Regions from separate parts of the Mus musculus genome. Here all the other regions are linked to region 1. Evidence: chromatin contacts called from public promoter capture Hi-C data. All regions are on one chromosome and are shown on one strand. Each heading gives the region's core, a stretch centred on a gene start, on an enhancer-like site or on the middle of the called end of the contact. The rest is flanking DNA. Distances are from core to core; before and after follow the strand shown.

Region 1 (2,686 bases), core at 119-2,618:
GTTAAGGGCACTGGCTGCTCTTCCAGAGAAGCAGCGTTCAATGCCCAGCACCCACATGGCAACTTAACAACTGCCTATAACTCCAGTTCCAGGGGATCTGTCACTTTCACATGCAGGCAAAACACCAATGCATATAAAATAAATCATTTACAAAGAAATCCATATTTCACATCAATCACCTTCCCACTAGCTACACGGTTTATGTTTGAGTATGTCTGACTATATGTAGCATTTCTATACACCTTGCAGAAGGCAAGGCTCAGTCTAGTACTTATCGCTACTCTAGGTAACAAACTAAGAAAATTAAATAAAAATAGTTTAAAAGCCAATAGAAATGGAGCGTGTATCTTTCAAGGGACACAAACCTGTAAGGAAAGGCAGCAGTTCCGTTCGAGTCCTTTCTACCCCGAGTGCTAGAGCTATAGTTGATAACTTCTTAATACTGTTGAGACGGAGCTTTAAAAACAAAGTGGGAGGGAGAACAAAGCAAAGAGATGATTGCAATTCTGGTCAAAGAAGCAAATAGGTGAGATACTGGGACACAGTATAATGATGAATGAGCCTTTCACTTAGATCTTAATCCTAGGAAAACTCAAGGACCGTTTAACACGTCATTAGCCAGAAGCTATCTTAGGGAGAACACTGAAGGGCCGGGGAAGAAACGAATGAATGAAAACACGCGGACAATGAGAGGGTCTGAAAAGAGAGAACTCTGGATGGAGAGAAGTGGGTGAAAGAAACGGTTAAGCACAACTCCTCCCTTTTCAGGGAAAAGTTCTATCACAACTGATGCACCACTCATCTGGGTTAATCAGCCGCCGCGCTCTTTCCACCCAACCAGCCCAGCTAGTTTGCCCGGGGACGGACACTCCGCATCACTTCAAAGGGAACGGGGGCCGGGGGCCGCTCCTCCGCTCCCGGCGGCCCCGCAGCCCGCCTGCGCTGGTCCACCCGAGGTGCGAACCGGTTCCCCGCCCACTGCCGGGAGCAGATGGACGCCACCACCCCAGAGGGTCGGAGGAGGGCAGCGGAGCTGAGACGGACCACCGCGCACCCGCCGCCCCACGCCTCCGTCCCGGGGCTGAATACGACTCTGCCACCCCGGGGGTCGCCCCCAGGGCTGAGCCGGCCTTTCCGCTTCCCTACCATGTGCGCTTCCGCCCTCGCCTCGGCTCCCCAGCCCAGCCTAGTACCTGCACGTCCTCATTGCGGAGCTCGTCGATTAAAACCGCGATCGGGTAGAGCGAATCGTCTCCATCTCCACCCGCTGCCCCCGGACCGGACCCTGGCCCTGCTGCGCCCGCCATGTTCTTCCTCCTCTGGCTGGTCGCCGCCGAAGGCCCCGTGCCCAGACCACGCCCCGCGCTCAGGCCACGCCCCGCGCTCAGGCCACGCCCCACACACAAACAGGCGGGGCTAAATCCAATCAGCCGGCTCCGAGGAACTGATGGAATCAAGTTTTTTCCCTGCGCGTGGAGGCTCCGGCCTGACCCCCATTGCTGGAACTGGAGGTCTGAACTCCAGAAGAAGGGCGGGCCGAAAAAACCAATGGAACCCCTGCATCCTTTCCCCAGCCGAAAGAAACAAGGGCAGGGATTCATCGTCTCCTTGCTGTGCTCTGAAGGAGACGGGCCTTAATGATGGATGCCGAGCCTCAAGTAGAACTCAGAGACAGGCCAGGAGGAAGAAGCTTTAACACCTCCCCCTCCACCCCAACCTCCACCCCCACCCCCAGGCTTCATGCTGGCCCTGAGCCACTGGGTCTTGGTCTTAATTTCCCCTTGGGCGACAAGCCTCTACACGCGCGCGCGCGCGCACACACACACACACACACACACACACACACACACACACACCTTCCTCTGGCCTGTTTGCCAAAATCGTGGCTGGCTCCTGCTCCTTAAGACAAATAATGAGGGCGGTGAGAGAAAATGAACAGTGCTGTCCAAACTCCCCAGTCAATATTTTTTCCACGCAAGCTGTTCAAAACATGCTGCTCTCTTGTTTTTGTGTTTCTTTTCAGTGTGGTACTGGAATGGCGCCTTCTGTTGTATTGTCTTCTCTTTTTTTTTCCTTCTTTACCAAGAAGCACAACAACCTAACATAACTGGGCCCAGTTTTACTCACCCCAGTTCGGTGCGGGTGTAAACTGGCCTCCCTAGACCTCCAGGAGTCCCCCTAAAGGACTCCAGGAGGAGGTGGGCCTGGGCCTTTTTACACAGAACTTAATGGAAAATGTTCCACTTGCCCTATGGAATGGCACAAAGTAACTATCTCTCCTTTCGACTTAGATATAAGCAACTTAGATTGGTAGCTCTGTCACAAGTTCTCAGATGACACTATTTTGTGCCTTAAGGAAATTGTCATTAATAAATGCAACTTAGGAGGTAAGTTTTTTTTTTTTTCTTTTTAAAGCATGGGATGCCTACTAGGAGATAGCCTTTCATAGTCAAAGCTTGAGAACCAACAGACTTCAGTTTGCGGTTTTTGTTTTTTCAACTTCTGTCCACGAATGAATGCTTGAAGACTCTCGTTTTATTTTGATAATTTTTAGATTCACTTACTTAAGGCATGGTCTGGACTGCTGGGGTGGCTATCTTTTTTAATTACAAAAACTGTGTATATGTGTGGTATGTACACACATGAGCCACTGAACAAGTGTAGTCAGAGGACAGCTTGCGGAGTG
Region 2 (2,686 bases), core at 133-2,632, 2.8 Mb before region 1:
ACGCTGTAGCCGTCTTCAGACACACCAGAAGAGGGCATTGGATCCCATTACAGATGGTTGTGAGCCACCATGTGGTTGCTGGGAATTGAACTGAGGACCTATGGAAGAGCAGTCAGTGCTCTTAACCACTGAGCTATCTCTTCAGTCCTAAAGTAGCAAATCTTAACTCACTTTAAGTGCTATATTGTTTAGATAGGGGTCTCACTTTATAGCTCTAATTGGCCTGGAACTTAAGAGTGTGCTAGGATTAAAGGCATGCTCCACCACACCCAGCACGAAGCAGATATAAAGAACTCTTGGCCTTTTCCGAGGGAGGCGTATACCTATAATCCCACCAGTCACTCTGGAGGCAGAGGCAGGCAGAACTCTAGAGTTCTAGGTCAACTTGGTCTACATACAGAATTCCTGGCCATCCAAGAATACATAGAAAGTCTTCTTTAAACATAGCTACCTGGAATGCTTGGGGCAAAAGGAGTTTTCAGGCATAATATATGAAATAAAATCCTTCAGAGTGGAGCCTGAAAGTCTGCTTTTCTAAGTAGCACCCCAGGTTATATTAATATAAAGAATGCACTAGCAACGTTTGAGAAACTTTTGTTTTCTTGGGTTTTTTGACCTAGCTGTTCTGAAACTTGCTCTGTAGACCAGGCTGTCCCCAATCTTACGGAGATCCTCTTGCCTCTGCTTTGAGTACTGAGACTAAAATTGTTGGACAGTGAGAGATGAGTTTCAAAGAAACAAATTTGATACCAGGTGGTGGTTTCCCACACCTTTAATCCCAACACTTGGGAGGCAGAGGCACCTACCTCCACTCTCCGAGTTCAAGACCAGCCTGGTCTACAGATGGCGTTTCAGTACAGCCAGGGCTACATAGAGAAACTGTCAAAAACCAATCCAACCAACCAACCAAGCAACTAAAACCCCCAAAGGGTAGTATTAGGAACTTGCATAATGCATTAAATAACAGCTAACCTGAGAGATCCCTGTATAAATTACATTCTCTTCCCTTGATCAGAGATTCGTGATCAGAAGCGATGCAATTTGGAGAAAATACTATAGGGTGCTCTAGGATATGTCTTAAGGAACCCAAGATTAACAATCACTTCTTGAACAAGCAGGGTTTTTTTTTTTGTTTATAGGAATAACAGTACGTTTGTGCATCATTTATTAATTGACTGGGCGCCTTCTCTCAGTCAGCATTTCCTGAGGACAGCAGTAAGAAGCCTTCCAGGCTAATCTAATCCTGAGCTCTGAATAGCCATTCCGATCTGGGGCGAGCGCGTGAGGGCTGCGCCGGCTCCAGCCAGCAGAGGGCGCGCTCGCACCCTCCGCGCGGGCCTCGGGACCCAGTGGCTTGCTGTCGCCTGGGTTGCTCCCGAGCACGCCCCCGCCCGCCGCGTCACGTGACGCCGCCACGGACCCTGAGGTGCGGGCCCTAAGCCGAGATAAAGTCGTTGCCGGCGGCCCAAGCGGGTGCAAGCCCAGCGGCAGAAGCGAAGGCGAGCTGGGGAGGCCCGAGGAAGTGGCTACTACCTCTTCCCGGTCTGGTCGGCTCCCGGTCCCTTCCCACCATTCGCCGCTCGCGTCTCCTCAAGCGTTTGCATGCGCTCTCTCGCGTGGGCAGGCCGGGGTGACCATGTAGCTGGAAAGCCCGAGGAAGCACGGCTGCCCGGGACGAGCTCGGCGCTGACGGCACGCCGCTCCGGCGTCCCCCGCATCCCCCGCCGCGGCCTGCGGGGTCCTGCTGGGAACCCCGGCCTCTCGAGGAGGCCTGGCCCCGAGCGCCGCCAAGTCTCGCCCCGTCTCGCGAGAGTCCAAGTTGAGAACATGGCGACGTCTAATCTGTTAAAGGTAAGTCCCCCCGGCTGCAGCCGGGCTTTTGCCCGGCCATCGATGCGCTCGGCTCCCGGGGAAGGACCGGGCTCCGTGGGAGCGGCAAGATGTGTATGAGGAGAGCGGTTCGGGGTTGTCCACCGGAATGAGCCGGGGTGGCTGTTGCCCGAGCACCCCGACGCCGGGCCCTGGCCTCGGGGGTCCAGAGGACCTGGTGGGTTCCTCCCGCCGGCTCACCGACTCGCAGCGATGCTTTCAAGGGACCAACCCCGGCTGGGAGCGAGAGCAGTGTCGCTGGGCCGCACCAACCCATCATTGTGACTCTTGGGGCCCGTCCCTTCTGAATGGAGTGTCAAAGACATAATAGGGGAAAAAAATCCCAGCAAAATGCTGCCTAGCAGGTTTCAATGGCTGGTCCCCCCATGCTCCCCCAACCCCATTCCTTAATTTCTGTTCGCACTCTGCAGGAACTGTGAGTTAGACAGCAGTGCCTGCCTGCCACTTCACCTCTTTCCTCCCTTCTCTGAATGTCACACCTTCCCACCAGTTCTCTCACGCCTGGCCGTCTATTTCCACCTTTTCTCTGTCCCTTGAGGAACTGTCTCCCAATCCTGACCTCCCTTATAGGACATCGATGGCACCCGATCAAGTGCTGCTGTCCATCCTTTTAGGGTGTAGAAAAGTTTTCATTTAAAGAAAGCATTGAAAAGTTGTAAATGCCAGGAGAGTCCCAGGGCGAGCAGGTTATGTAGAATCATCTCTAAAAAAATGAGGATTGAGGAAGACAATTGAGGCGAGTTTGTGTTTTTTAGTAAGAATTCTGACCTGAACTTACTAACTGAAATATGGGACT
Region 3 (2,686 bases), core at 72-2,571, 2.8 Mb before region 1:
GTCTGGGAAGATGATTCAGTGTGCAAAGTGTTTGCATCACAAGAAAGCGTTTAGAGCATCATCCATGTAAAGAGCTAGGCGTGGTGGCCCTTGATTGTAGCCCCAGTTCCATGGATGGGTGGATAGGGTTGAAGGAGTAGAGATGGTGGCTTATTAGCCAGCCATTCTAGTGCAAGGAGAGATAGACCCTGTCTCACAAAACAAACAAAAACAAAACAAAACAAAAAACACCAAACAAAAAGCAGCAGAGAGTCTCAGAGGGAGTTATCTGAGGTTTACCCTTGGCCTACACAGGAGTGCACACAATTACATGAAACAAGTCGACTTGAAGTAAATTGTTCAATTTGTATGTTGTGCCTTTTGTTTTACATCAAGGAAAATTAATGTCACAAGCAGAAAGATCTGCTATCCCCAACTGAAGATTCAAAGTCAGCAAATGGCCTGGCATAGTGCTTTTAATACCAGCACTAGGGAGGCAAAGACAGAAAGATCTCTGTGAGCTCAAGACCATCCTGGTCTACATAGTGAATTCCAGGATAGCCAGAGCTACACCGTGGGACCCTATCTAAAAACTAACCAAACAAAACCTAAGCAAAACAATCCTCCAACTAGCCTTAGCAATGGGTTACACAAATGTGAGAATTATCATGTAATATCAGTTAATGCACTGTTTCTGTTTTGTTTTAATTATTTGGAGACAGGGTCTCCGTCTGTAGTTTTAGTTGTTCAGGGACTCGCTATGTGGACCAGGCTGGCGTCGAACTCATAGAGATCCACCTGCCTCTTTCCTGAGTGTGTCCCATCACACCCAGCCTGCGGGGAGTTTCTTTGAAAGTTGATGTAATCTTATTATTACTCAGTGAAGTTTAGATAGTAATATGTATTTTACTTAGCATCCTACAGAAAAACAACTTCAACATTCTTTTAACGTAAGAAATTGGTTTATTTGTATTATAAATGAATATAATGGGAATTGCTGGAAACATTTACCAACATCCTTTGTCTGGGTAATACAGTCACCTGATCAGGCACGGCAAAGTGAATGGAAAGTCTCGGACTGCACGAAAACTACAGGCATCTGGAGGCAGAAACAACTGGCATCAACAATCAACAGTTTAGCGTGCACCACCTAGGTGTCAAGCCACGTGGTCATTAGTCCTTTTTTTTTTTTTTTTTTTTTTTTTTTTTTGGTCCAGGAGAGCCTCAGCTCAGTCCTCGGGCCAAGCGCCAGGCCCCGCCCTCTGGCTACGGGCCAATCGCCGCCAAGCGCAGCGATCTTGGACTGCTATTGGAGGAGAGGGTCGGGGCGGTGCCCGCCACGACGTCGCAAGCTCTGCGGTGGGGAAGTGGAGGCCGCGGCGCGTCTCTCTGCCCTTGACAGCCTTTCGCGTCTCCATGGCTGCCCTGGTGGCTCTGCACGGCGTCGTCCGCAGGCCTCTGCTTCGCGGGCTGCTGCAGGTGAGCAGGGTCGATTCCGGGGGTGGGCCGGGATCGGGGAGCCCACCAGCCGCCCGCGAGGTCCGTCCTCGTGGGCCACAGCGCTCAGCACCAGCGCCTTGGGGATCGAGTGCCTGCGCCGTCGTGTGTCAGTCCACCTGTCAGTCTGTGCTACTGTCACGCTCCGCATCAGCTGTGCAGCAAAGCTTGGGCCTGACCAGGCGCGATCCCAGACTGCAGAGAGCTGAGTCTCTCTGTAGGCCCAGGAGTTTCTAAGACGTTTTTGTGACCTTGTGATTTCCTTTTCCTTGTTTTTTTGTTTGATTGGTTTGAGTTTTGGGGTTTGGTTTGTATTTTGTTCCACTGGTTTTTCTGTGGAACCCTTGCTGCCCTGGAACGCTCTCTCTCTCTCTCTCTCTCTCTCTCTCTCTCTCTCTCTCTCTCAAGATCAGGCTGGCTTCGAGCTCATTGGTCTTCCTCCACCTGCAGAGTGCTGGGATTAAAGGCATGAACCACCACCTGGCTAATCATTGGTTTAATTAATTGTCTTAATCAGAGCTCAGGCACTATATGGCAATCAGAAGATTGTCTTAAAACTAACAAGATGGCTACTGAGACAGTACAAGAAATAATTTTTATTTGAAGTGAGTGCCTCGCTTCTGATGGTTGTGTTCGGCGAACACTTTGTACTTTCCAAAGGTGACATTCTAGACTTTGTCGGTCAGTCTTTAAGAGTCTGGAGTTAGGTTTGCGTGGTTTTGTTTCTGAGAAAATCAGGGTTCGCCGAAACGGGTAGTTCTGGCAATAGGAGCTGAAAGAGAGCATTGCTCTGCAAGAGATTGTGAAAGAATAATTGAGGGCCCGAGGCTTGGAGCTGGAAGCTGAGGGCAAACAAACTATAAAATGAATCTTACTTGAGTTGCTGCTCGGGCAAGAGGAGCTTGAGATCAAGGATTTCAACCCACGTGGGCAATTTGGAGATACCCAGTCTCCGAAAGATAAAAAAACAATAAGTACTGGGTGACTGCAGTAATAGGAAAGCCAGAGGGATAGTCTATTTTCTCATCTGGAGATGGGCAGAACCTCACTCGTAAAATAAGTGTTCCCGGGGCTGGAGAGATGGCTCTGTGGTTAAGAGCACTGACTGTTCTTCCAAAGGTCCTGAGTTCAATTCCCAGCAACCACATGGTGCCTCACAACCATCTGTAAAAAAAGGAATCTGATGCCTTCTTCTGGTGTGTCTGAAGAC
Region 4 (2,686 bases), core at 103-2,602, 2.7 Mb before region 1:
CTTTTGAGGCTATGATCATGGAATTTTATATGGATCACAAGACTGCTAAAAGTCGCAGTTCTTACCTAAACAATACGTATAGGTGGGGAGAAAAAAAATCATGTGAGTCTACTTTTAACCAATTTTGTATGAGCCTAATTTTAAAATTACAAGAAAGCTAAGTTTAAAAATCACAGGTATAAATTTAACTATCCAAGTCTGATGAAGATGAAAACATTCAAAACACTAGTTTTTGTATTTAAGTTTCTCAAAAAATGGACAGTAGAATCGTACAGAGCCTCTTAAATAAGTCCTGCCTAATGTGCAATTTTTATTTTTTGGACAGGGCTGGGCACAAAGCAAATGTTCGTAACGGCTGTGGAAACTATGGAATGAGTCCTCATACTTCGACCACTTTCTTTTAGAGATGTCCCAAATAACGTTTCAAAGTCACTGTCCAGTTTTGAGCCTAAGAGGCTCTTGTTCCCTACAGAACAATCCCTTTTATTCTTTCACAGGACAAACAACGAAAACAGTCTTTTCCAGAGACAGTATCTCCCGACCAACCAGTGGTCTATGAACAAACCCTTTTCGAAAATGGAGGAAAACGAGGGCTAGAACGTGTGCAACCAGAAGTCAGTCGTCGTACCTCCTAAATATTTGCTCAAGAACACGACACGCTGCCGTTCTGAAATATGCAATTGGCGTTTCAAGCCACTATGGTGGGCCAGGGGTGTGGGGCCCTCCCTGTGTCCCAAATTCCCAGTGCTAAGGTCGGGTTATGGGTAAGGGCGTCGGAAAGTCTTTCCACAAGGCTGGGCGGCCGGGGAAGCGGGGGTCCCCCCGCCTTTTCCTTTATCAGTCCCGGCTCTTGACAAGGGAAAGGGTAGGGGACACGCAGCCTCGTCCATCACGCAGGCGACACTCCTTCAGGTGTCCCAGCGGGCCTGGCTGTGCCTCGGAATCCAGGCCCCAGGTGTTCCCCGCCGAGCTTCTTTCTCCCTTCGGCTGCCCCCATCGCGCAGCAGGAGGAGAAGGGACATCCCTACACCGAGGAGCTTCGACTGTCCCAAGGCGCCGAGGGACCGAGCCTCTCCGCTAGTCTGAACTTGGACGGGAGCAGACCACTCCTCAGAGCTTCCCCACCCCGAGCAGCCCTCCCCCTCAGCCCCTGGTCTTTCCGTCCCCTCAGCCCGGGTCCGATCACCCGCCCTCCCAGGCCGCCGCTTACCCAATACCAGCCTGGCTACATCCGAGGGTAACAGCATGATCCGAGCTGCACAGGGAGCGGCCTGAAGGGACGAGACTCAACTCAAAGCAAACACGGCGACAGCCCCGGCGCCGCCGCATCTCCCGGTTCCACTGGAGGTGCTGAACCCGCGGCAATTTGTCCCGCCTCTTTCGTGCCACACTAACCAATCGCTTCCGCGGGAGACAGAAAGGCGCCGAAATGAAACCCGCCTCCGTTCTCCTCGGAACCGTCGTCATTTCCGTCTGCGGAGGGTTGTGGCCAGAGAGGACCTGGTGGCCGGCTGTGGGAGCGTCGGCCCCTGGGCGGAGTTGCGGGAGCGAGGGCAATCGCCATTGGTGCGCACTGCGCAGGCGCGTTTCCTCAGGCCGGGAGACTGTTTTGAGGGGAGCGAGTGTTTTGAGTTGGAGAGCGCGTGATGCCTACGCGCAAGCGCAGTCGTGCGGCGGCGCATGCCGACTTCTTCCTTTGGGGCACCCGTGCCTTACCAACTTGCTGCTTTATAGAGCCGGAAGCGGGAAGGCGTGCGTACAGAACCAGCTGCTAGATCCGTGCACGCGGGAAAAGGCGAAGCGACCTGGGTTTGCATTGGCAGGCAGAATGCAGCGGTAGGAGCGAGGGACGAACGCTCGGGGACTTCTGTGAGGGGAAAATTCTCTTCTGAGCCCATCTTTCCTCAGCTTCCGAATGGCTCTTACCCCTTCTCTGCAGAACGGCCGTCATCTTCTCCCTCTTTCTGCAGACCCTAGATGGAGTGAGCCTAAATCTTCCCTTCTGCACGTCCCTCTTTCCTATCTGTCATCTTAAGGGTTCTGGTCGATCTAGATTTTTTAAATCTCATACTTTAGTCTCAGAGCGTTTATTTATATTTAAGCTACAGGTTTGCACATGTTCGTAGTTAAGAGCACTGGCCCTTGGAAATCACAGTCTCGTATTCTCATTGTCAGTTGTATTGCCTGTGTTGTCTGTAGTAGGTAAGTGGCAGCCACTCTGAGCCTTTGAAAATGTTTAACCTGCGCTCCTTCCCCGGTCCCACCCCCGCCACCTGGCACAGATAAGTAGACAGCTACTTTTTCAAAGCGACAATGTGATAGGAAAAACTGTGTTAGCCGAGGAAGGACTGGTTCTGTGGAAACTGAGCCTGAAAGAATCGACTTTGCTGCTAGATCTTGCCGGGTGTAAATTCTTCTGCAAGATGGTAGCGAAGCTTTCAGACAGAAGGAAGTGCATGGAAAGGCACAAAGTGTAACGAGCTCTTGTTATTGAGTGATACAGATTTTGCAAGTTTCCAGTGTATTGAAGCCAGAGGAAGGGATGAGAGCAAGAAGAGGAGGAAAAAAACAGTCATCAAATAGATTTATAAAGCGATCGTAAGAGAAGACAGTAACAGGATGACAGTTATACTGAATATTTGCTGTGTGTGTGTGTGTGTGTGAGAGAGAGAGAGAGAGAGAGAGA
Region 5 (2,686 bases), core at 76-2,575, 2.5 Mb before region 1:
GCCCAGCTTCTCTCAAGTTCTGAGGCTATAAGACTGGCCCTAAGAGTATTTGCATTGTGAAAACTATCAAATGTTTTAAATCGGTATTTATGACTTTTTCTAGTTGACTTAAGATTTAAGGATCTATGGCGATGTGTTAATGATGCAAATTAAAGGTGTAGCGTGTGCATTGCCATTCTGTCGTGACTAGCACAGCAACGCAGAAACGATCCCGAGGAACAAAGGCACTTCGTGAAAGGAGAAAGAAGACCAAAAAGCCTTGGCACGTTCAACTATACTAAATGTTGCTAGTGTACTAAATGGCAGGTCAGGTAAATGTGCATGAGTACAGTCAAAAATGAGAGAGAGAGACCTAACTGCTGATTACCAGCAGTGGAGCCGCAGAGCAAAAGACCGAGGTTGTTGAGGAATTGACAAAGTAGGCTCTGGGCTGTTATGTGGAAGCAGGGACACAGTAGCCAGAAGATGAGGCTGGACTCAAGAGGGCTTGTCTTTTTTAAATATGAGGCACTAAAACGTGAAAATATTGTTAGAGAAGGAGAGATGAAAGGCGCAGGAGAGGGTAAAGGAAACTTATGATTCAGAGCAGAACCGTTTGCTATGAGGCTTCAAACCACGTGGGAAATACTTCAATTCTAAGACCCAAGGAGCACAAGGAAACCATTGCTTAAGTCAGGACTTTACTACACCCAGGTGCGAACTGCCAATTAGGAGAGGACTACCAGCCAGTCTCAAACCAATAGCCCTGTGCTGGGATTCAGAGGGAGCCCTGCAAGTGGACACCCTTGTCCTGTGGTTTCCTCCAACTCCAAACCCGTATTCCCGTTCTCTTTACTAAATTTTATTTTTTTCAGCAAATGTGTCTTCACGATTTTGCTATTCCTCTTTACCTATACATCTTGATACTGAGGGACAAGACAGAAATCCTAAGCATGTACCCTTTAGAATGCTCCCTCCATCTCTAAATATTTTAGGGAGAAAAATCTAAAACCACATACTGCATTTAACAGGGTGGAGGAAACCCAATGCGAGAGGTGGGTTAGCAATATCCCCGAAGCTGCAGCTCCTGAGTTAGGGCGAGGCTGGAGTGGGGGTTGGTGAGGTAGAGGAAAGCTTTTCCATCACAGCAGAGCAACTGTGCCAGGAGAGGGGTTTGGGGAACAGAGCATGGAGAAGGATGGTAGCATACTAAGATCGTGAGTATTTAGCGTCTTTCAGCAGGCCAAGATCAAACCAGACACCAGAGCAGAAAGGAGCTGGGGAGGGAACATGTCCCTTGACTTGCCAATCTCTGTCGCTCTCCGCTGTTTCCTTGGTAACGACTTAGTCAGTCGGAAATGACTTAATAGCTCCTTCCCTAGCAACCTTCTTAGGCCCCGCCCCCAACCCTGACCATTCTCACTTTGATGTTTGTTCTGGTAGAAATCTCGCTCTCTTCCAGTCTCAGTGCCATAGAGGCAGAGGACTTGAGAAAGGAACTCAGAGAGATCTCGGGCATGTGACGGGCCTTGCTGAAGGCCTAAGTAACATGAGGTCTCAGACTAACGCTATTTCTAAATTTAAGCTCCTTAGCCTGACACGGGTTTTAAATAGAGGACTTCACAGAACCCGAAAGCACACTGCATATTTAATGCATGCTTTATTGACTTGAATGTTGAATATCCTGCACGCCGACATTACCTCAATGTCAGAGTGTAACAATGTAAAATGAAGAGTATTCAGACCTGCCCAGTTCTATGTTCTTGCATGGAACATAATTTGTGAGGAAGATGAACTTCTAGGAAAATATTTTCCTTACATACTAAATGCATTTTTACGGGGGGTGGGGGCGGAATCTCTGTAGGAAATTCGGTGACAAAGTGAATGTCAAGACCTTCAAAATTATCACAGTTTCCATAAACAGGGCCTTGGGCTTTGGTTCTCCTTCAAGACACTGTGGCCATGCGTAGAGAGAATACTTGTGTGTTGTATGGATGCATCACCTGTCAATTAAAAAGTCTGTGGCCTATGGCTTAGGCAGGAAATGGGAGGTGGAACATCCAGGAGGCAGAAAGGATTCTGGGATAGAGTCCCAAGGGAGAATAGCCCGGGAAGATGTGAGGAGACCGACTCATGGTGCCTGAGCATTGATAGCCAGCCATGTGGCAAAATGTAGGTTAAAATAATGGGTTTATGTCGATTATGTAAGTTATGATCTAGTCAGAGAAAACCCTGGCTTTATGGCCAAGGTATTTGTAAATATATTTTGAGTCTAAGTCTTATTCCTGGGAGCATGAAGCTGGGAGTCAGAACCAGCCACGTGTTAGCACACAGATAGGAGTAAATTTTTTTTTTTTCGAGACAGGGTTTCTCTGTGTAGTTTTGGCTGCCCTGGAACTCACTTTGTAAAAAAAAAAAAAAAAAAAAAAAAAAAAAAAAAAAAGGATTAATTTTCTTGTTTTTGTTTAAATTTTTTTTCCATAAGGGTTTTTTTTTTTTTTTTCCAAGGCAGGGTTTCTCCATGTAGTCCTGGCTGTCTTGGAACTGCAAGGGGAATTGGGGGCAGGGCACAGACCCTCTCCAGCGTTGCAGACTGGGTGTTTTAGGCAAGGGATTGTGGGCTGTGGTTAGGACTTTCCCTCAATCAGCCACAGTCGAGATTTTAACATGTCTTAAAATTTGGGATTATAGTCAGGCATGGTGGCAC

What was found. Promoter capture Hi-C pulls out the DNA fragments that hold promoters and counts their contacts.
Region 2: a promoter capture Hi-C map of pre-B cells shows a contact between it and region 1, with 12 times the contacts expected there. The contact joins the promoter of Cul5 here to the promoter of Ppp2r1b in region 1. A contact is called at or near these places in 2 of 39 promoter capture datasets (liver and pre-B cells), 1 of 115 datasets of contacts at active chromatin or transcription factors (astrocytes) and 1 of 9 other capture datasets (adipose tissue).
Region 3: a contact with region 1 is called in a promoter capture Hi-C map of liver, with 8 times the contacts expected there. The contact joins the promoter of Acat1 here to the promoter of Ppp2r1b in region 1. A contact is called at or near these places in 2 of 39 promoter capture datasets (liver and pre-B cells).
Region 4: a promoter capture Hi-C map of pre-B cells shows a contact between it and region 1, with 11 times the contacts expected there. The contact joins the promoter of Npat here to the promoter of Ppp2r1b in region 1. A contact is called at or near these places in 3 of 39 promoter capture datasets (liver and pre-B cells), 1 of 484 Hi-C or Micro-C datasets (pre-B cells) and 2 of 115 datasets of contacts at active chromatin or transcription factors (astrocytes and embryonic stem cells).
Region 5: a contact with region 1 is called in a promoter capture Hi-C map of liver, with 6 times the contacts expected there. The contact joins the promoter of 4930550C14Rik here to the promoter of Ppp2r1b in region 1. A contact is called at or near these places in 3 of 39 promoter capture datasets (hippocampal neurons, liver and pre-B cells) and 1 of 115 datasets of contacts at active chromatin or transcription factors (astrocytes).

What each region holds. Positions count from the first base shown.
Region 1 is chr9:50,855,606-50,858,291 of GRCm38.p6, reverse strand. It overlaps Ppp2r1b (protein phosphatase 2, regulatory subunit A, beta), which reads right to left and starts at 1,368. Exons shown (of 15, transcript NM_028614.3): 1 at 1,194-1,368; 2 at 366-456. The coding sequence starts at 1,307.
Region 2 is chr9:53,666,203-53,668,888 of GRCm38.p6, reverse strand. It overlaps Cul5 (cullin 5), which reads left to right and starts at 1,382. Exons shown (of 19, transcript NM_027807.4): 1 at 1,382-1,851. The coding sequence starts at 1,828. Gm16124 (predicted gene 16124) reads right to left here and starts at 1,796. Exons shown (of 2, transcript NR_166653.1): 1 at 1,534-1,796.
Region 3 is chr9:53,608,985-53,611,670 of GRCm38.p6, reverse strand. It overlaps Acat1 (acetyl-Coenzyme A acetyltransferase 1), which reads left to right and starts at 1,321. Exons shown (of 12, transcript NM_144784.3): 1 at 1,321-1,458. The coding sequence starts at 1,396.
Region 4 is chr9:53,535,713-53,538,398 of GRCm38.p6, reverse strand. Npat (nuclear protein in the AT region) reads right to left here and starts at 1,352. Exons shown (of 18, transcript NM_001081152.1): 1 at 1,211-1,352. The coding sequence starts at 1,247. It overlaps Atm (ataxia telangiectasia mutated), which reads left to right and starts at 1,728. Exons shown (of 63, transcript NM_007499.3): 1 at 1,728-1,836.
Region 5 is chr9:53,403,925-53,406,610 of GRCm38.p6, reverse strand. It overlaps 4930550C14Rik (RIKEN cDNA 4930550C14 gene), which reads right to left and starts at 1,325. Exons shown (of 9, transcript NM_001376944.1): 1 at 999-1,325.